Linked DNA regions of Mus musculus: all the other regions are linked to region 1. The links are chromatin contacts, called in public HiChIP or PLAC-seq, capture Hi-C and promoter capture Hi-C maps. All regions are on one chromosome and are shown on one strand. Each heading gives the region's core, a stretch centred on a gene start, on an enhancer-like site or on the middle of the called end of the contact. The rest is flanking DNA. Distances are from core to core; before and after follow the strand shown. Region 1 holds the start of Casp3 (caspase 3). Region 2 has its middle 33 kb from the start of Gm30880. Region 3 has its middle 35 kb from the start of Enpp6. Region 4 holds the start of Helt (helt bHLH transcription factor). Region 5 has its middle 52 kb from the start of Enpp6. Region 6 has its middle 60 kb from the start of Gm39170.

Region 1 (3,086 bases), core at 150-2,649:
GGGGGGGGGGCGGGGGGAGACAGCCAAGACCCAGGGTTTGGCTTCGCTAACCCGGTTTAGAGGATACGGTTTTACACTTAAGCCTTCAGGGTAAACATGAACATCTAGAAAACTGTTTTTGTTCGTGTCTTAAAGAGAGCACTGGAGAGGGGTCTTGGGCGGGAGACAGAGACCTGCAAGGAGGCTGCTTCAGTTCCCTGAGGTGGGCACAAGTCTGGCAGACACGTAGAAAGTCCACAAGACTCCGAAGAGGGGCCAGGTACAAATCTGTCAGACTCGTAGGTCTACAAGGCTCGGGGACTAACGGCGGAAGAAGTTGGGTCCACAAGAGGTGCCTGAGAAGGACGTTTCCTGGGTGACTCAACGGAGAATGAGGTAAAGACCCTGCTGTTCAAGTCGAACTTCACAGACTAATTAATAAGCGCGAAGAAGGGACAGTAACCGAGCATGGCTCAAGAGATGTCAATGCAAGCTCCTACAGTGACTTTGACCAACAAAGGAATGAGCTGGAGTATTCAAGGAGTAATGCTTAAAATCAGCTCTCCGCAAGAACCAAAAATCACAGTGCACTGGAGAAAACTAAAGGTGGAGATCAAATGCTCTTGTAACAGAGGGAGGCTGGGTCACTTAGAGCCGCCACAAGGTCAGCATCAGCCTAGCTTCCAGGCCCCAGGGCAGAACTTCCCCTATCCATCCTCTGCTACCGAGTCCACACCTCGGCCTGCAGATCCAGGATCCCGCCACCTCCCGCCACTCGGCTTCCAGGTTCACCCCCACACTATGGCCTCACCCCCTCCCGCCCCTGAAGCTCTGTACCCCGGGCGATCTCCAGATACCCCCCTGACTCCGCCTTTAAGCCTCAGCGCGGCCCGTGTGCCATGCTCGAGGGGTCTGAACCCGCTCCGGCTCACCCAGGTTTAGGGACACCGCACCGGCTCACCCAGGTTTAGGGACACCGGTTTGGCCTCCCGGGTCTGGGTTCTCAGCTCGGGATCGCGCTCCCGGCGCTGTTTCCAGCTTCTCTGCCTTCAGTGTTTGCCTGAGCAAGCCTGGAGGCAACACAAAGGATCCTCCGCCCAGATTGCCCGTTTCCCCCGCCTCCTCCAAGGAGCTGCAGACCCGCCAAAAGAGCGCCAGCTCCGGGGGACAACACAGGCCTTCGAAGGCGCGAGAGCAGCAGACACTCACCGTACCGTTCCAAGCTCCCCGCCGCAGGACACTGCGCTTTGATCCCACCAGCACCAACACTGCAACTGCAGCAGCAGCAGCAGCAACAGCAGACTACCGCCGGTCACGCCCCACGCCACGCCCCTTCTCTACCTCCCCGCCCCATCCCCCCTCACACACCCCCCAACACCTCATCTCGCACACGCCAGTCGCGATTGGTGGTTTCAGCCCCGACTGAGCCCCGTCTCGTAGCGCAGGCCCCGCCCACCCAGGGCAAGCCTAGGGCCCCGCCCCCTCCGGCTCCGCCCCCTCGCGCGGGTTTCAAGCTCTGGTTCCCGCCATCTCTGGCTCCGCCAGCTGCCGCCTCCGGCCGACTTGCGCCACTTGAGGTAAATTTTAGAGAGGTCTTTCGGCCACGCCTGATTCCGGGGGCGCCAAGATGGGCGTCTAGGGAGGCGCCTCTGCCAGTCAGAACTCTGGCAGGAGAAAATAGAGCTGTGCCCCGCACTCGGTAATTCTACTTCCTCTCAATTGCACCGAGGCCTTTCTTCACTTCCGTCCACCTCTTGCTCCCTCAGTGAGAGGTCCTGACTACCTTACTGAAATCTCTGACTGGTTTACGTCCTATTTCATTCAGACTCTGACTCTGGGAAGTGGGTTTTGTTTTGTTTTGTTTTTGCATAATATACGAAAACACGAGCACAGCGATCAGCATCGAATTTCAGGGGCCCAGAATATTCTTAAGGACAAATGTACTCCAGAGAGCAGCCTCTTGCCTTCACCGCCTTTGCTTCGTTGGATGTAAGGGACTGACGTACACGTAGCCACACAGATGTCTACCGTTCGTTGCGTGTGGAATTCAAGCTCTTGCATTTCCATAATACATTTTTTATTTTTTCCAGTTCCATCAAAGGCTTTAAAAGGATAAGTGGACGGGCAGTGGTGGTGCACGCCTTTAATCCCAGCACTTGGGAGGCAGAGGCAGGTAGATTTCTGAGTTCGAGGCCAGCCTGGTCTACAGAGTGAGTTCCAGGACAGCCAGGGCTACACAGAGAAACCCTGTCTTGGGGGGGAAAAAAAAAGAAAGAAAAAGATAAGTGGTTTGCTCTCATGAAGAGCCATAGTGGTTAAATGTAGATTCCAGAAACAAATTGATCTATCATTATCCCTCCCAAAGTAAGTTAGAATCAGCCATTTTCTGTTGGACTTTAGCAGTAGGATGCATTCAACCCTCGCAGTGCATCGTGGAGGCTGTAGTTCACAAGGAAGGGTCTAATTGAGAAACCCCTTGTGCCCGGACCCCTCCCTGTGCTAAACGTTCTTAACAAAGTGATACCTTAGATAAGGTATCCTCAGCAGTTTCCTGCCGTTAATGTTGACTTCATCTAGAGAAGTTCGTTAGAGCAAAACATCTGGAGGTGATAGTTTTCATCTAAGCCCTGTAATTTCTCCTCACTGTGGGGACTCAGAGGGACCTGAAGCCGCCCTGTAAATGGGGACCCAGAGGGACCTGAAGCCGTTCTGGGCCTCAAGAGAGAAAGAATTCATGAAAAGCAATGTGACTGCTTTCCAGGAGCTGGAGTAAGATGGCTTTCTGAAGTGATCTAAAAGCGGGGCGTGGTCACTCTCTTCCATTTGGCGAGAAAACTGAACTAGAAGTATAATAGGTAAACGTTTTAGGGCCTACATCTGCAAGAAGACTTAGCCTTCATAAGCTAAATTACTATAGCAATTACATGATAAGTTAATCATTTGTAAAAATGGTGTGAAGGTCATTTATCTGGTAGAGTTTTGCTCTTTGGGGTGGGAGACCAGGGAGGAGGAAAAGAACCAACACCTGAAACAGTATACTGTTATAGGGTTTCTTATCCCTCCTACTAGTTTTAGGGATATTTAAAAAATGACTTCTGGGGCTGGAG
Region 2 (3,086 bases), core at 247-2,746, 370 kb after region 1:
GTGAGCATCCACTTCTGTGTTTGCTAGGCCCCCGGCCTAGTCTCACAAGAGTCAGCTATATCAGGGTTCTTTCAGCAAAATCTTGCTAGTATATGCTGAAGTTTTTATATTATTATTATTATTACTAAGGCAGGCATGTACATTGCTCAGCAGTGCATGTGTGGAGTTTAGGAGAGAATTCCATGGCATCAGCTCCCTCCTCCTTTCACACGGGTTCTGGGGATTGAACTCACGTTGCTAGGCTTACATGGCAATCACTTTATGCTCTGAGCCACCTTGCTGCCCCTACCATGCGGTTTTTAGAACACAGAAAACACTCGGTTAAAATATTGGTCTCAATCAGATGATTCTAAAATCTATTTATTATTCCATTTTATCGGGTGGTGACTTTTTATTTACCAGGAAAATAGTTGTTTTTATGAGAACATTATAAAGGTACACGATTGACCTCTTTAGATTTCCCATACTCTTTCTAAGAATCTGAATGGCTTCCGGGAAGCTAGACTTAGAAGGAACCATGAGGATCTTCCGGTATACACTTTCATTTTGTGGGGGAGAAACCCCGGGCAAGGACACATTAGGGAAGGGATCAAGCCCGCAGTTAGTAAGTGAAGGTCTGAGTCGTAACTTATCATCCCGGCTGCCTGAAACATGGCTCAGGAAGGAGCCGTTGCCACATCACTCCGGCAAGAGAATCATTCAGTCTGGCAGAGGAAGGGGACAATTAGTAACGTCAGAGAAACGGAGCCTAGAGATCGCTCGATTGCTGAACTGCACAGTGTACACAGAGCTCCTAGCATGACGTGTGTGGGGCTCACAGTAAACGCCCCGTAAATGAAGGGCATCACTTCTGCTGCAGCTGAACTCAGGGGTGTGTGCGATGTGGATCAATGCTAGCCTGGAGAGCTTTCACGTCCGGTGCGCCTGCCTTGAATTCTCCACACAAGACAGGAAATAACAGACTGTAGACTTGGTACATTTGGGGAGAACGCACCTACACTCTCAGTGGATTTCTTCCCAACGTGGCAGATACCTTATGCTTTTCGTTGCATCCATTAATCCCTTCCAAGTCTCTGTTTCAGCAGTTGAGATATGGAATATCTTAAAATGCTCTTCCTTGGCTTAACCTGAAAAGACGCTACTTAAAGATAAATAAATAAATAAATAACTCTGCTATTCTGAAAAATCTTTTGTCACATAAAATATTAAAACGTGAGCTATAGGATCAGGGAAGGGAAGTTGTGAGTGGTTTTTCAGGGGGCACATTCTCTGCAGCAAAAGCAAGAACAAAAATTTACAAAGGAAGGAGAAAATGCGAACTCAAACGTGGGCATGAGCTGGGGTGTCTCTGACATTTCCATCTTCATCAGGGGGGATCTGTCAAGTGGCGAGTGAAACTCTTCATCAGTTTTCACCGAACCTGAAAGAAACAGCAGCTAGTCTCCCACCCCCCACAAGTTCACATCTGGGTCACCCATACCCACAATGCCCTAAGCATATGGCTGCCATTAACGCTTTGTTACTGCTGCTGGTCCTCACGATCAAGAGCCCCCACGTGAATATCAGAGGTTAATCGGGGTTTTGATTGTCCCAGCTTTCTCAGAGAAAGAGATCCTACCACAGAATCCCTGCATTGGTGGAGCACAGAGATAGAAATACCGGCATGTTGAATTGTGTGTGATTGTGCTCGCTAAAAAGTTATTCATTACGCTAAAACACTGGGATTGCTTAAACAAGGTCAATCTGAAAAGCCTTTCAATGGGACTGCTTGGCAGGAAAGAAAGCAGAGGTGGGGGAAGGAGCCTTTTTTTTTTTTTTGAAAACCAGCTTCCTAAAGCTCTGGCATCTCAAATGGCTTGAAGGGTAGTCCTCATATAAATATTTTAAAAAGTGGCTGTGTTTATTCACCAGCAAGAAAGTGTTTTCATCTCTCAAGAACAATCAAAACATAATCCTCGAATCACAGGCGTGAGTAAGAGTGACCAGCAATAATAACGAACAAGGCGTTTATTCATAGTCTAGCAGGGCTGGAGAGACGCAGCTGACTTGGGGGAAAGAGAACGTGTTTTCTTTGGCAAGGCAATGAAAAGAACGAACTCAAAACCTTTTCATCTTCAGGATTATTTCCTTGAGAATTGTAAGGCAAATTATATATACGCCATCATCAACAAGGTAAGAAATAAGAAATGGCTTTTCCCAGTGGTCTGTGAAGAATTAAATTATCACATATTTGTGTCTGCGCAGTACTTGAAGAACATCTTTGGGAGTCTGGGTTGGATGTTCTCTTTTGCACTTGTGTAAGCTTAGAGTAAAAATAATACAATCAATATTTGGTGTCACACTAAAGCTGTCTTTACCATACTCCCTTTTCTTCTCATTTCTTAACAGTGAGGTGACCAATACCAATTAATAAATGTTTGTCATTTTGCCTGAGAAATGATGATCAATCCTCAGGTTTTATTTAGATTTAAACATCACGATATTTAGTAAAAAACAGGGTTTTTTTTAAAAATGAAGATATTGGCAAAATTAATGTCTTAAATGTCAAGAGATCGCAAGAGATTTTAGTATTTCCATTGTCTGGACTCTCAAATGGTCTGGATAGCCTCGGGCTTCTTTATTTTACTAGATAGCCAGTAGATAGAGGGATAACAAAAATAAACACTTACTGGACGTGGTGGCACACGCCTTTAACCCCAGCACTCAGGAGGTAGAGGCAAGCAGAACTGAGAAATGGCCTATACCAGACCCCTGTCTCACCCAGACCTATAGTTCACATGGAGAGCAGGGGGGACAAACATGCAGGCTTTAGCCCACAAAGGCTTGACCTGCAGCTATTTTAAAATACAGATTTTATTTGAAAGGCCTAGAAACTACGTGATTTTTTTACCCTATACATCTACTTGGTTTAGCTGACAATCCCCAGTTTAACAATCCCATCTGTCAATCCAGCTCTAATCTAGATGTTGCTCTGGATGGATTCTGTACAATCGATTAAAGTTCACAATCACTTGACTTTGAGGAAATGGCTGACCTGATGCACTGAAGAATGGCCTTAAAACAGAGGAGAGGCTACCATGAAGAGG
Region 3 (3,086 bases), core at 293-2,792, 330 kb before region 1:
AAAATAGAAATGTTAAACGGCAACAAGAGAATGGCCACCAGGTGGCGCCATAGTTCCAAAATACAATCTTAATCCCAGCTGTGAAATATCAAAAGGCTTATTGCAGTGATTCTCTTCCCATCTTAGGTTTGTATCGAGCTACTGTCTACAGCTTGCACTGCCACGGTCAGCCAAACCTCTCAAGTTTGTTCATATTACTAACTCAAAGGTAAATTCAGTGGAAATTCAAGGGATGCAGAAGTGGGGAGTGGGGGGTGTAGGGGAGTGTTTAAAGTGTTTTAAACAAAACCAGTGGAGTTAAAAAATGAGTATTTATCTCAGCAACAGAGAGTTTAAATATGTATTTAAAAGCCATTTAACATATGTTCAACATTTAGATGTTAAATATGTACATGCATGGAATATTCTAATATGTAAATAGAACAGAAAATAGATTTATTTATACAAAATTGTATGCTGTATATATTTAAATGTTTGTCTGTTTTCTTCTTTTCTTCTTCTGTCTTCATTGTATCTTTTTAAATTTTTAAAAAAAGATTTATTTATTTATTATATGTAAGTACACTGTAGCTATATTCAGACACTCCAGAAGAGGGCGTCAGATCTTGTTAGGATGGTTGTGAGCCACCATGTGGTTGCTGGGATTTGAACTCAGGACCTTTGGAAGAGGAGCATCAACACCGCCCCATCCCTGCCAAGGTGGGCTCTATTCCCATAACCATCAGCTGGAATCAGTCCTTCACCGTTAACTAGAGCGCAACCCGCCCCCTCCACGCCCCAGGAAGTGCAGCACTGGATAACAAGGAAGAGTGATGAGAAGATGTCAGAGAACACAGAACCATCTAGAACAACTGAGTTAAAACAACATCCATAAAAATTAGAACAACTTTCTGAAATGGAAAATATCTGCCCCCATAATGCCCAAGGCAAATTAATTATAGTTCAAATGAAAGCTGTTTCTTTCAGAAGTGTTTTATTTTCCAAAGTCAATACTGCAACGCTTTTAAAGTTAGAGAGAAATGCAAAATCCGTGGGCTTCAGCCTTTTGACCCACATCAATAACTGCCAGGAGACGCTGGAAGTATATTTAGAACTTTGAACATAACGTGGTGTATGGCATGAAATGTTTACGGGAAGCCAATATTATTGCTTGCATGAGAAAGCAAGGAGACATTATCAGGATTCCTAGAGCTAAGAAAATACTGTCCATACTTCCTTACCCACAAAAGCAGGACACAATTCTTACTAAACAAGACCAGAACAGTTTATGATCACAAGAAGTCATTAGCAATAATTTTAAGTGGACCATAAAAATAAAGACCAAGAATGTGATTTAAATAGTAAATGTACTATGCATAATAAAAAAGCACACACTGATGAAAATCGTATCTCAAATCCTTTATCCAAATAATTTTTTTATTGAAAGTGGATTTTTTTCCCTTCGTACATTTCGATTATGATCCTGAAATTTCACAAGATCCAGAAGTGAAAGTAGATTTTGACAGTAACTAAAACACTCCGGCTTGTTGTCTGAGGTCAGACGGGCCGGTCGGTCACTGGGGGTGAGAATTCTCATGGCAGCAGCTCAGCTACAGGAGTGGAAAGGAACTTCAAAACCATCTTTTCAGAGCTATGTTTCATAAGACACCTGCACATGGCTCTCAAAGTATTTCTTTACATCTTTCTTCCCTTACGCTGGAAGGGCGTAGCACAGCTGGAACTCACAGCCAAAACAGAAATCAGAAATGGAAGCGCTCCACCACACACATTGGCCTTAGCTGACCCACAGGACAGTGCCACCTACATCTTACAATGAAATTGCGTAGTTCAGTAGGTATTTACAAAGATATTTTTTCTGTCTTGTCATCAGAAAGCTTAACAGAAAGGGGCTTTCTGTAATGTAGAAATGTTTTCATAGTTTTAAGGGCTTATGACCACTGTGTCACGAGTATTTATTATAGCAAACAACTTCGTCTCACATTCACTTGTCGCTTTCATAGAACGTGGCTTGTCGTTCAAAACCTACACATAATGTGCAATACCCACTTAGGTCAGGGTGAACCCTATCTTCCTTTATGAGACCAAATAGATAATATGTAACATTCTGTGTTTGATATTGCCCCGAGGAATTCAAACCAGGACAGGGGATATGCAAATGGGCATTCCAATCCAACTTTATGTTTAAAGTTTTCAACTCTTTTTACCCCTTTGTGTCTTTGTGAGTGTGGTTCCTGGGATGTCCCCCATAAGTCGCAGTTTGAATACTTGGTCTCCAGTTAGTTATTCGGGGAGAATTAGGAGACATGGTTTTGTTACTGGGGCCTGGCCTAGAGATTTCAAAGACTCCTGCCATTGCCACCACAGGCTTTATTTATTTATTTATGAATATGCACATAGGCCTTCAGCTAGGCTTGTGACAAGCTCGTGACACAACCTGTTTATGCTATTCAATGTCTGCCATGGTTACCTCTCCTCGTTCCTTATGTCCAACTCCCTCCAAGTCCAGATGAGGAATTTTTTTTGCTCCTGACTCCTTCTGAGAGTTCCCCTCTCTTTGCCAGATATCCCACCTTCTAATCCTTCTTCGTCTCATTGGTCATCAGATATTTATTGACAGGCGATGCTTTTACTCAGTGCAGAAGAGATTCTCATTCCTACATACATGCTGGCAAAACACCAAATGCACATAAAACAAATTTAAAATAAAATGTATAAGGGAGCACAAAAAAGATCTTGGATACCCATAGCAGCCTTGGGCAAAAGATGCTGGAGGAATCACTGGATCCAGTTTCAAGGTATATTACAAAGCCATAGTAGGAAAAAAAAATACTTGGCATGCAGATAAATAGAACAGAATGGAGTACAAGTACAAGCCCATATGACTATAGCCACCTCACTCATGACTAAGGAGATAAAAATATACGCTGGAGAAGAAGACAACAAATACCGCTTGAAAACTGGATGTCAGTGGGCCAAAGAACAAAACTGGATCCCCTTCTTGTCGCCTGTATAAAAGTTAACTCCAAATGGAGCGGGAGCCGCATACAGAACTTCAAATCGATTAAAGAAAGCTGTGTAGACTGCGA
Region 4 (3,086 bases), core at 377-2,876, 320 kb after region 1:
CCGGAAGGTTGGCGGCTGCTTTCCAGAAGTCCTGCATCTCACAGCTAGCTTTGCGCCCCGGAGCTTCCTAGGTGCTGCAGGGACCCACCCTGCCTACCTACCTACCTACCTACCTCTGGCAAGGGACTGGCACTCCCCAAAGGGATAAGCCTTGGGCCTGCTGTTGTCTAGCAGAATAGAGAGAATTTACTCCACGGTGGGGGGCAAAGGGACTAAGGCGACACTTGAAGGGTGGTTTTCCTTGTTCCCAGATGAGAAAGATTGGGAACAGATGAGAACTTGCTGACTCTGGAATAAAGTCATAAAGCAAAGGTCATTTTTATTGTTTTTATATGAAGGAAAGCTCGCCCCCTCCACCACCCCCCACATGCCCAGAGGCAGCAATGAGAGGTTGGTTGGTAGAGGTCTGGGGCTGTACAGCAGGCTCAAGGCAAAGACACAGCGAGCAAAGAGAGAGAGTTCCCAGGAACTGCCACCCCCTCCTTCCCTCTGGGCCTGTCCAGTAAGTTTCCTTCTGAGTTTCTGTCCGTCTCTTCCCTCCCCCCCCCCCATATTTCGCTTTCTAAAACCATAAAAAAGAGATCAAATTCCCTAACTTCACGGGACCCTTTTCAGTGACAAATATTGATGCCCAAAGTGTCTGCGCTCTCCCGCCCCCAAACGTTAAGAAAAGGCGCCCGCGAGAGGGGGACATAAAAAGTTAACAATGCTGTGAAAATATGTTTGCAAAAAATAGACAATCGTTGGATTAAACGTATTCAAGTATGAAATAATGCCTTTTTGTGTCAAAACTTGGGCGATGGGCGGGTACAAAAGTTCCCTGTGGCAGCTACTTGCTCCCTTTGTGAGCTGTGCGCTTTGGCGTCTCCACTTGGGCGCATTACCCAGAGCCCTCTAAGCGCGATTGTTTCTCCCTTTCTAATGACATTTACCGGATCAAAACATGCTGTTAATTCGATCAGAAGGCTTCACCCTCCCTGACAAAGCCACAATAATTTCTCCTGAAGTTTGTTAAATTGACCAAAATTAGGCAAATGAATAGGGGTCTGTAGGCGCCCCCTCATGCAGGTGACGGCGCATAATGCTCGCCTGGGCCAGCTGCATTCTCCCTTTTCTTCTCGGCCCACTCTCCTCTGTGTTGCCCCAATCCTCCCACCCCCCTCACACACACACACACACACACACACACACACACACACACACACACACACACACACCCGCCTGTCTGTCCTCCACCCCACTCTTGGCATTATTAAAATTTAGCCCAATGAAACTATTCATACTTTTCAATGGACATTTTCCTATAGGATAATAGGCTACAAATTGAGCCTCTTCCCCCCGCGAAGAGAGAGCCGGAGGGGGGAGAAAAGAAAGCAGAGGATTTGGTCAGAGACTGGGGCGGGGGGAGGAGAGAGTCGCGTGCCAAAGGCCCGCGGGAGGGGCGAAGCGAGGCGGGAGCCTCGTGTGCCAGCCGCAGCCCCACACCTGCCGGGATGTCCGGACAAATAAAGCGGTGTAAACAAAAAGGGGGGAGACGGACGTGTCACCAAGTCGTGTGAGAAAAGCCTGGGAACAAACGGGGCGCCTCCGTCTCCAGAAGCTCTCCCTTGAACCCGGCGGAACAGCCTATTAAAGGCTTACTTAATTACTTTAATGACTCTGGACAGGCTTTAAAACGCACTCGGCGCTGGGACCGCGGGCTTGCTGGGATTTGTAAACAGGCGATCGTGTGAGACTCAGCGGTGGGACTAAAGGAAGCGACGCTGTTTTGTGAAGGTCCTCGCCCCCCGGTGCCCGCAGCCACTGCGCCCCTGCGCTCTGCGCCGGCTAAGAGTGCAGGCGCTCGCTGGTCCGCCGGCTCCAGTTTCTCGCCCCCTCTTCCTGAGGTGCCTGTTGCCATGCAAATGTTATTCCTGGACGAATCACGTGTCCTTTGAAGAGCCACGTGGATTAACAAAGCTGATCTGCCCCCACCTCGCCCCCCTCGGCTGCTAAAAATTTTTTTGTCAACTTCTTTAAAACTGACCTTGAATGCATACATGCTCCAAACGCAGAACTCCTAATCCTATGGAATAATTCAGCGCGTGAGAATGCACTTGCAGTCCTAGATGGCTGCTTTATAAAGGGAGCCCCCTCGGACCTGGGAGGCTGCAGTCTACCTGGAACACTTGAAGAGGCACACGAGGTGGAACGTGGACGAGTGCCTCGCGCCACCGCCTCTGCCGAGGGCGCGCACGCACACCAGAATGTCTGACAGGCTCAAGGAACGCAAAGTGAGTTCCTTGCGCTCTGGTGGTGGAAGAGTGTGACTCACCAACTAACCTGACATCTGGCTGGATAGATGACTAAGATGTGCCACCCAGAACTTTAAGTGTGGAGAAATCCAGAGTGGTTTGGAAAGGGAACAGAGACTGGAAGGAGAGTCCTTGATTGGAGACAGCTCACTCTGGGAGGCGGGTGGCCACGTCCCAGAGCCTTGGCACTTAGCTTGGCCTTGGCAGGGATGTGTAGGGAAGTTGAACGGCAAGAGAGCCAGCCAGCACGGACACAGAGCTCTGAGTCCGGGGACACAGAGCTCTCTTGGTCTAGTGTGGCGGGGCAGGGGTCTCTTCGGGTTGGCGAATTAGTGACCCTTGTAACACAGAAGCTTTGCCTTGGATGACTCCTTGGGCGAAGCCATCTTAAATGCAAAACTTTCTGTTTACAGAGAACCCCGGTTTCTCATAAAGTGATAGAAAAGAGAAGGAGGGACCGAATTAACCGCTGCTTGAACGAGCTGGGCAAGACAGTCCCTATGGCCCTGGCGAAACAGGTAACGTTTGTGGTGCTGGGTACTCCCCCACTGTCACTCTCTGCAGAGTCCCCAAAGTCTCTACAGACGCTGCTGGCCTAAGAGAACTCGCCCCACTCTGGGCGGCAGTAGCCTCTCTGACGCCAGCATCTTCCTGGCTGCTCCCCTACAGAAGACAGAGAGCATGTGCGTGGGTCTGCTGTGGATGGGCCGCCTCTAAGCTCCTGTGGGGTTTTTGCAGAGTTCCGGGAAACTGGAGAAGGCGGAGATCCTGGAGATGACAGTGCAGTACCTC
Region 5 (3,086 bases), core at 273-2,772, 320 kb before region 1:
GCAGGGGGCTTGGGTTCAACTCGCAGCATAGAAAAGAAAAACAAAGAAAGAAATCCTTCAAGAAGAACTAGCTTGTTTTTATTAAATTTTTGTAACGAACACCAAATAGGCTTTGAATAATGGTTTCTCCTGTGGAAGGACCTGCTGTGAGTCCACACTGTGCACACAGCAGGGAGCATGGCCCAGGTCACCATCCAGTGAACGTCCCTGCTCACTTAGTAATGTGGGTAGCCATCCTGTGGAGGGTCCCTTCCCGGTCTCACTTTCCTTTCAACCCTGTAGATTCCAACACTTGGTGTCAGTATTGCCCCAAAGCCAAAACAGGATCAGGCTGGAAATTAAGAAAAACCCGAAAAGCTCTGGAGTGTGTTTTCAGATTCGAAGGCAGAACAGCGAACAGGAACCCTGTGAGTGCCATCGCTAAGCTGGTGGCTGGTCCCGCAGGAGCCAGAGCTGCTAGGGAACAGATGGGGAGGGCCCTGAGCCTGTCTGGGACAGGGGTTTGGCACTCTGGCTAAACTGATTGCCCCGCAGCTATCTGGCCCTCCTGGAGCTTCTTTCTCGCCCATGCTAGTACCCGCTTGTTAGGAACTTCCTGTGGTCCATCCTTGTCGTAGTAAATGCTTGGTGCCCACGGGTATGAGGGGAACAGCACGTAAACAAACATACGCAATAGAGAAAAAATGAAGGCCAAAGGAAAGCAGGCTGGTTGACGGGTTATGGGTTCTAGAATCATCCAGACACCTGATGTCCTCTCCCAGCCACTGGGCTGTCTCTTTCTTGTATTTCTTCCCATTTGCTGCTGCTCCTCCTCCTCCTCTCCCCCCTCCCCCTCCATCTTCTTCCTCTTCCAACTCCTCTACTCTTCTCTCCCCTCCCCCCTCCTCTAAATCATACTCGAGATCCAGGTAAATTTATGTTTGCTGCTTTATTGCTTTTTTTTTTTCCTAAGCCACAACTGCTCAGAGCTTGGGATGTCTATCACTTCTCACCTAGGTCTACACCAAGCCCGGTCCCCCTCTCCCTGGTGTAGAAAGGGTCCTGTGTCACCCAAGCACCTGTGCCTGCATTGGGAGAAGGCAAATGACACCTTCGTCATTTATAAATGCTGAAACCACAGTGCCCCTTTCTTCCCTCACTCCATTCCTCTCTCTCTCTCTCTCTCTCTCTCTCTCTCTCTCTCTCTCTCTCTCTCTCTCTCTCTCGTTCCCACGATGTTAAATCCATCCTGCCTACGGGATTTTTTTTCCCACTAATTGCACCACCTGCTTAGTTTTCTACCATTCTTCCTTGGTTTTCAAGGAATCACTTGCTTTTTTGTGTAGTCGTTCATGGGATTCAATACACGTGGCCATTTTCTTGATAGGAGCAAGAGAAAGGTGTGGACAAATCTTACCTTGGGGCTTTGCCTTGCACTGAGGAAAAGAACTGCGGCTGGGATGCAGCCTGTGGCTTATCCACCCCAGAGATCCGGGAGCAGATGTGAACTCTGCCCTCTAGTGGGGAAAGAGGGGGAAAGCCGCTACCCTGACCTCACCAAGACCAGACCACATCTACACCAATGGGAACCTCCTGAAGGATGATACACTGTGGATCCTTACGCCAATCCGCCAATCCTAATTTGGACCTGAATTTATGCCCAAAGGATCCATAGGAAGAAGTAAAGACGGGATTTTCTCTTAGGGGTGCCACCGACCCTCTGCCTCAGTGGGGAGATGCCTCATGTCCCGCTGCTGTGACAGAATGCCTGAGATAAATCAATGTAAACACCAGGTTTATGTGACCAATACTTTCAGAGATTTTTAGTCTACATTTGTGTCGGGTCTCGACTCCCCAAAAATGACAATCTGGGTTCGGCTCAGGCTTACTTGGGCCAGGTCAACACTTAGCATTCCTTAGAAATCTTGTAAAATGGGTTTCTGCTTGCCATGAAAACTGTTACCTTCTTATAAGCTCCTGCAGTCTCCGGAAATTGCATTGAGTTCCCTATTAACTTAAACAGTTCCCCAGTGGGTCAGAGCCCCATGCTCGTTCCCAGGCCGCTCCAGCTAACCCACCCTCCACCCGCTGCAACATGTCTCCTTCTAACTGGCAGGACTCTGCCGATATCCATGCTGTTTTCTCTGAATCCCAGGAGACAGCCTTGGTGGTTGAATAAACTGTTTTCCTTCACCCACAGAGCTGTCTAATTTTGGCAGTTTCACTTCGCCTTTGCTTACAAGTAGATGACACACATTGGTTCTAGGATGACGGAGGATGTGGGGGCGGAAGCAAGTGGCAGAAGTTGGAGTGGGATTCGCCTCATGGGAGCTGAGGAGCAAAGAGACAGAAGAAAACATTGACCCCCTTTAAGGACACAACAGCCTAACTTATTTTCACTAGGCTCCATCCCCTAATGATGCTACTATCTCTCAAAAGTATCAGAGGCTGATGACCAAGACAGCCATTTGGGAATATTGAATTTCCCAGCCATGAAAACAAATAGAATCAGGAAGTTGATAGTGCTTATAATGAATGCAGGGTTAGCTGAGAGAAAACTCATGACAAATATTAACATCCGTAAGCACGAGAGCCATTGACAAAATTTAAAACCCAAAGAAGGGGCCCAACAGGTAAGGTTTAAATAGCTTCCTCATAGGTGAGAGGCAAGTGGGGGGATGTTGTGGATAGTTTTAGAGATCCTCTGAGTTTTGAGAACGGAGAACAAGCCTGGAGAACAGTAGATGGCAAAAATTCCTCAGCATAGCAGCTGAGATGCGGAAGTTTGCCTCTGCCTCGTGATAAGTTGATTCTTCTTTGGCTGATGACATTTGAGTAAGTTTCAAGGTGACTTTGCTCCTCCTGGGTGACTCTGATTTTTTTAGGCAGATAATGGACTTCATAGAAACCTTCTCTAGTTGCCCCACCCCTACCTGTTCTGTTTATCCAGGGGCTCCTAAAGTCATCTGTACAAGTATCTTTTTTTTCCCTGAGCCCCAACACTTCTGTCCTTGAACAAAGGTCCTTTTCTGCAGTTCTTCTGGATTTCAGGTATTCTAATATCTCATGGGTTGATTATTTCCATCAATGATATTGCAGACAGTGAT
Region 6 (3,086 bases), core at 184-2,683, 270 kb before region 1:
CTCTGAATCTATAAGAGAGTCCTCAGTTTAATGCTTTCTTATATAAGTTGCCCTGGTTGTAGTGTCTCTCCACAGCAACTAAACAGTAACTATATAATAAAGTGACAGGGACATTGTATCCCTGGTGGCCTAGCACTGTTGTGTTGATGGATGGTCCTGTAGTCAGGCCACCTTCTAAATGTTCGTGTTTATACCTGTGGGTTAGTGTGACGCCCAGCCTCCTCTGAAAGGCTTCTTTCAGCAGAGGATGGTGGTCCATGAAGAAATCCATGATGATCGATAAGGATGGTGGGATGCGGGATGCTCAGCCCTAGCTCAGACAGCTGTGACACCCTGCCAAGTTCCAGGGAACATCGTGGAAGACTGGGCAGAATGAGTAAAAGAGCCAGAAGATGGAGGCAGGGTGGCATGGAGCAAAAAGAAGTCTTCTAGACATGAACTCGCTGAAGTTGTGGATGTCTGCACAAGACCCGTCTAGGACTGAGCCCAGCAAATGGATTTCATCATAATGGAGGAGGGGCTCGTGGGGCTCCATCATCCTGAGGGGTTGTTGGCAGGTAATGGTTGTCGGAAGCATCACTTTCTTCAGAAGTGTAGCCTCTGATGAGTTGTTCTTGCTATGGTAAACAACCCCCTACCGCCTGTACTCAGGCAAGGAACTCTAAACCCACTGGCCCTCACACAGGGAAGGCATGAACGGGGGAGGAGGAGGAGGGCTTATGGGATAAAGAGGTTTAGGTGGGAGAGGAAAGGGATGAGAATGGGAAATGAAGGGTCCAAATGACTAAACTTCAAACCAAAAAAGAAAATATATATATATATATATATATATATATATATATATATATGCCAGTGATTATGTATGAGATAGATCCACAGTCATGCAAAATGGATATTCTAAACTAGTCTCTTTTGAAACAGTAGATGTGGGTCTGAAGGCATGAGTTCTAAGAGCAATGTACTTTCTGTAAGGTTTATTGAAACAAGATTTTTTTTTTCCTGTGTGAGTCTGAACCATGCTGTTGTTTGGAAGGAAAGGGGTCACTCGAGAGGTGGAAGACAGGAGAATGTGAAAGGCAAGAGCCACCCTAACAAAGGAGTCAGAGCTTTGGGGGAAGCTGCCCCTACAGGAGGCTTCCTGGGTAAAACCAGATTTTACCAAGCAGCTCAAGCAGCTACAACAACAAAGCGAAGGGAGGTCTCTCTTGAACCTGACAGTCCCACACACTTGCTTCTTAGCACCCTTGTTTGAAAGACAGCAGGTTTGAAATCTGGCGGCAGCAGCCAGCCCTTCATTTTGGGACGAGTGTTCCAGAGAAGATATTCCTCCTGATGATTCGTAGGAGATGCCAAAGGCAGACTGCCTTGTGACCCTCTATGGACATCACAGATATTTTGAAATGTCGCTTTCCTGCCTTACAGTTGAGTTCCTCTTTCAAGTGTGGAACAGCAAGTGCCACCACCCACAACAACCTTCCCCACAGTTCTGGACCCTTCAGCTCCAAGTGGGCTGAATGAGGTGTTGGAGCCTAACCCCTCCCTCTGAGCCCTAGAGCCAGTGTTCTGGGTGGTAGAAGATTCTAGATAACTTGGGAATTTAACCAGAAACCTAGAAAATTTGCTCTGTCCTCCATCTTTTTTGTATATTTTAATGTGATTTAAATTATGGAAGTCATAATTTAACAATAAAACTCACCCATAGGCATCAGACCAACATGTAAACTTGAGCAATAAGAAACCCCACACAATGAAGACTCCTGAGTTCACTTGCGCTGAAATCTTCACATAATTAGGATTGTTGACCCAGCAAAACTAACAAAAAAAAAAGTGTTCCTCTAGGTTTGGGACCGATGCCCACACCCTTCTATATTGTGACTGTGTGTGTCAAATGATAGATTCCTCAAGGGGAACAAAAATCCAGCTGAATGGGGTAGCTTTGGTTTAGGGCTGGGGACTGCTGATGTTACAGGAGGGATACATACACCCACCAAGACAGCAATGCCTGGGGGTAAAGGCACAGCGATAAACCACTCCGGAGAAGTTTCAGAGAACAACATCTGCTTTATTGCACACGAGCAACCACTTACACAGTGGAAGCCTATCGACGATGAAAATGAAGACAAATGGATCCCAGGAGCTTGCCAGCCTAGCCTAGCCTACTGTCAGAGACTGACCTTGCTCAGAGGGTGGGAGGAAGGAGAAGAAGACAGGTGTGGGGAGAGGATGGTGTCTGAAGAATAATACCCAAGGTCCTCTGGCCCTCAACACACACACACACACACACACACACACACACACACACATACACACACACACACACACACACACAACCTTTGCTTTCACCAAATGAACTGAGCAGAGGCCCCCTGGTACCTGCTGTACCTGAAAAACATAGCAGGACATGGCCTGGTAACACCCTGGAGCCAGAGCCACCAGCAGACACTGCCATCACTTTAAGGAGAAAGGGTGCATTCTGACACCATTAGTGAGCGAATTCTCCAAACTCCCCTGGAGCCAAGGCTTTGTTAACAGTTTCCAATGTGTGTATTTATTTACAGTTTTAGGACACCTTCTGCAATATCAGGAATCCCTAACCCAAGTCCTTTATAATTTCCAAATGCCCTTAATGCTTCCCAAAGCCTTGTCCCTAAAGACAAGGCTCTGTGACCCAAAGATCACTGTCAGGCCAACAGTAGAGTCATTTGGTACACCCAACACAGGAGGAGGCTGTTAAGCATCCTCTATTTGCAGACCTGCCTGTCACTGGATCGACATTTTTTTGAAAGCAGACTGCAAATAACCACTCCGTGCAAGAAAAAATGAAATCAGACACTGGCCCCTAAGAAGCAAGCTTCCCACATTACTGTTTCACATGCATCTGTGAACTGGGTCCCTCCCATGTTGGTTCCCTGAGTTACATACAGTGAACTGTGTCCCTCCTGTGCTGGTTCCCTGAGCTACAGTGAAATGTGTCTCTCCCATGCTGGTTTCCTAAGCTACAGTGAACTGGGTTCCTCCCCTGCTGGCTCCCCATCCTGCCAGCTACAGTGAACTGTGTATTTGTTTGCTGTAATCCTTTCCGTTCT

What was found. Promoter capture Hi-C pulls out the DNA fragments that hold promoters and counts their contacts. HiChIP or PLAC-seq counts read pairs in DNA pulled down with a chosen protein or histone mark. Capture Hi-C pulls out chosen DNA fragments and counts their contacts.
Region 2: a promoter capture Hi-C map of embryonic stem cells shows a contact between it and region 1, with 3 times the contacts expected there. The contact joins the enhancer-like site here to the promoter of Casp3 in region 1. A contact is called at or near these places in 13 of 39 promoter capture datasets (the C10 cell line, the HPC-7 cell line, cranial neural crest and 7 more), 9 of 115 datasets of contacts at active chromatin or transcription factors (bone marrow-derived macrophages, cardiomyocytes, embryonic forebrain and 4 more) and 1 of 9 other capture datasets (embryonic stem cells).
Region 3: an H3K4me3 HiChIP or PLAC-seq map of bone marrow-derived macrophages shows a contact between it and region 1, with 9 times the contacts expected there. The contact joins the enhancer-like site here to the promoter of Casp3 in region 1. A contact is called at or near these places in 18 of 39 promoter capture datasets (the 3T3-L1 cell line, 3T3-L1-derived adipocytes, the C10 cell line and 12 more), 4 of 15 datasets of contacts at CTCF or cohesin (the NIH/3T3 cell line, large pre-B cells, pro-B cells and 1 more), 14 of 484 Hi-C or Micro-C datasets (B cells, CD4 T cells, CD8 T cells and 9 more), 32 of 115 datasets of contacts at active chromatin or transcription factors (the 230-238 cell line, CD8 T cells, the NIH/3T3 cell line and 24 more) and 3 of 9 other capture datasets (adipose tissue, embryonic stem cells and liver).
Region 4: a contact with region 1 is called in a capture Hi-C map of macrophages, with 2.8 times the contacts expected there. The contact joins the promoter of Helt here to the promoter of Casp3 in region 1. A contact is called at or near these places in 9 of 39 promoter capture datasets (the 3T3-L1 cell line, embryonic stem cells, frontonasal cranial neural crest and 5 more), 4 of 484 Hi-C or Micro-C datasets (bone marrow-derived macrophages and embryonic stem cells), 11 of 115 datasets of contacts at active chromatin or transcription factors (cardiomyocytes, embryonic forebrain, embryonic stem cells and 4 more) and 4 of 9 other capture datasets (adipose tissue, embryonic stem cells, liver and 1 more).
Region 5: a contact with region 1 is called in an H3K4me3 HiChIP or PLAC-seq map of bone marrow-derived macrophages, with 8 times the contacts expected there. The contact joins the enhancer-like site here to the promoter of Casp3 in region 1. A contact is called at or near these places in 12 of 39 promoter capture datasets (the 3T3-L1 cell line, 3T3-L1-derived adipocytes, the C10 cell line and 9 more), 1 of 15 datasets of contacts at CTCF or cohesin (CD8 T cells), 16 of 484 Hi-C or Micro-C datasets (B cells, CD4 T cells, CD8 T cells and 10 more), 27 of 115 datasets of contacts at active chromatin or transcription factors (the 230-238 cell line, CD8 T cells, DN3 thymocytes and 20 more) and 4 of 9 other capture datasets (adipose tissue, embryonic stem cells, liver and 1 more).
Region 6: a contact with region 1 is called in an H3K4me3 HiChIP or PLAC-seq map of bone marrow-derived macrophages, with 3 times the contacts expected there. The contact joins the enhancer-like site here to the promoter of Casp3 in region 1. A contact is called at or near these places in 2 of 39 promoter capture datasets (the C10 cell line and liver), 3 of 115 datasets of contacts at active chromatin or transcription factors (the 230-238 cell line and bone marrow-derived macrophages) and 3 of 9 other capture datasets (adipose tissue, liver and macrophages).

What each region holds. Positions count from the first base shown.
Region 1 is chr8:46,615,604-46,618,689 of GRCm38.p6, reverse strand. It overlaps Casp3 (caspase 3), which reads right to left and starts at 1,399. Exons shown (of 7, transcript NM_001284409.1): 1 at 1,189-1,399. Primpol (primase and polymerase (DNA-directed)) reads left to right here and starts at 1,463. Exons shown (of 15, transcript NM_001001184.2): 1 at 1,463-1,556.
Region 2 is chr8:46,250,166-46,253,251 of GRCm38.p6, reverse strand. No RefSeq gene overlaps it. Among named protein-coding and RNA genes, the nearest start is that of Gm30880, 33 kb to the left of the region's middle. Within about 2 kb of position 1,496, at least 16 of the 459 cell types and tissues checked have an H3K27ac peak or open chromatin away from gene starts, as enhancers often do.
Region 3 is chr8:46,950,582-46,953,667 of GRCm38.p6, reverse strand. It overlaps a transcript of Enpp6 not described here. Among named protein-coding and RNA genes, the nearest start is that of Enpp6, 35 kb to the left of the region's middle. Within about 2 kb of position 1,542, at least 10 of the 459 cell types and tissues checked have an H3K27ac peak or open chromatin away from gene starts, as enhancers often do. A contact at or near this core is called in bone marrow-derived macrophages and liver, where this site is marked.
Region 4 is chr8:46,293,211-46,296,296 of GRCm38.p6, reverse strand. It overlaps Helt (helt bHLH transcription factor), which reads left to right and starts at 1,626. Exons shown (of 4, transcript NM_173789.4): 1 at 1,626-2,273; 2 at 2,708-2,812; 3 at 3,033-3,086. The coding sequence starts at 2,247.
Region 5 is chr8:46,933,512-46,936,597 of GRCm38.p6, reverse strand. No RefSeq gene overlaps it. Among named protein-coding and RNA genes, the nearest start is that of Enpp6, 52 kb to the left of the region's middle. Within about 2 kb of position 1,522, at least 83 of the 459 cell types and tissues checked have an H3K27ac peak or open chromatin away from gene starts, as enhancers often do. A contact at or near this core is called in the 230-238 cell line, B cells, CD8 T cells and 12 more, where this site is marked.
Region 6 is chr8:46,888,783-46,891,868 of GRCm38.p6, reverse strand. No RefSeq gene overlaps it. Among named protein-coding and RNA genes, the nearest start is that of Gm39170, 60 kb to the right of the region's middle. Within about 2 kb of position 1,433, at least 46 of the 459 cell types and tissues checked have an H3K27ac peak or open chromatin away from gene starts, as enhancers often do. A contact at or near this core is called in adipose tissue, bone marrow-derived macrophages and macrophages, where this site is marked.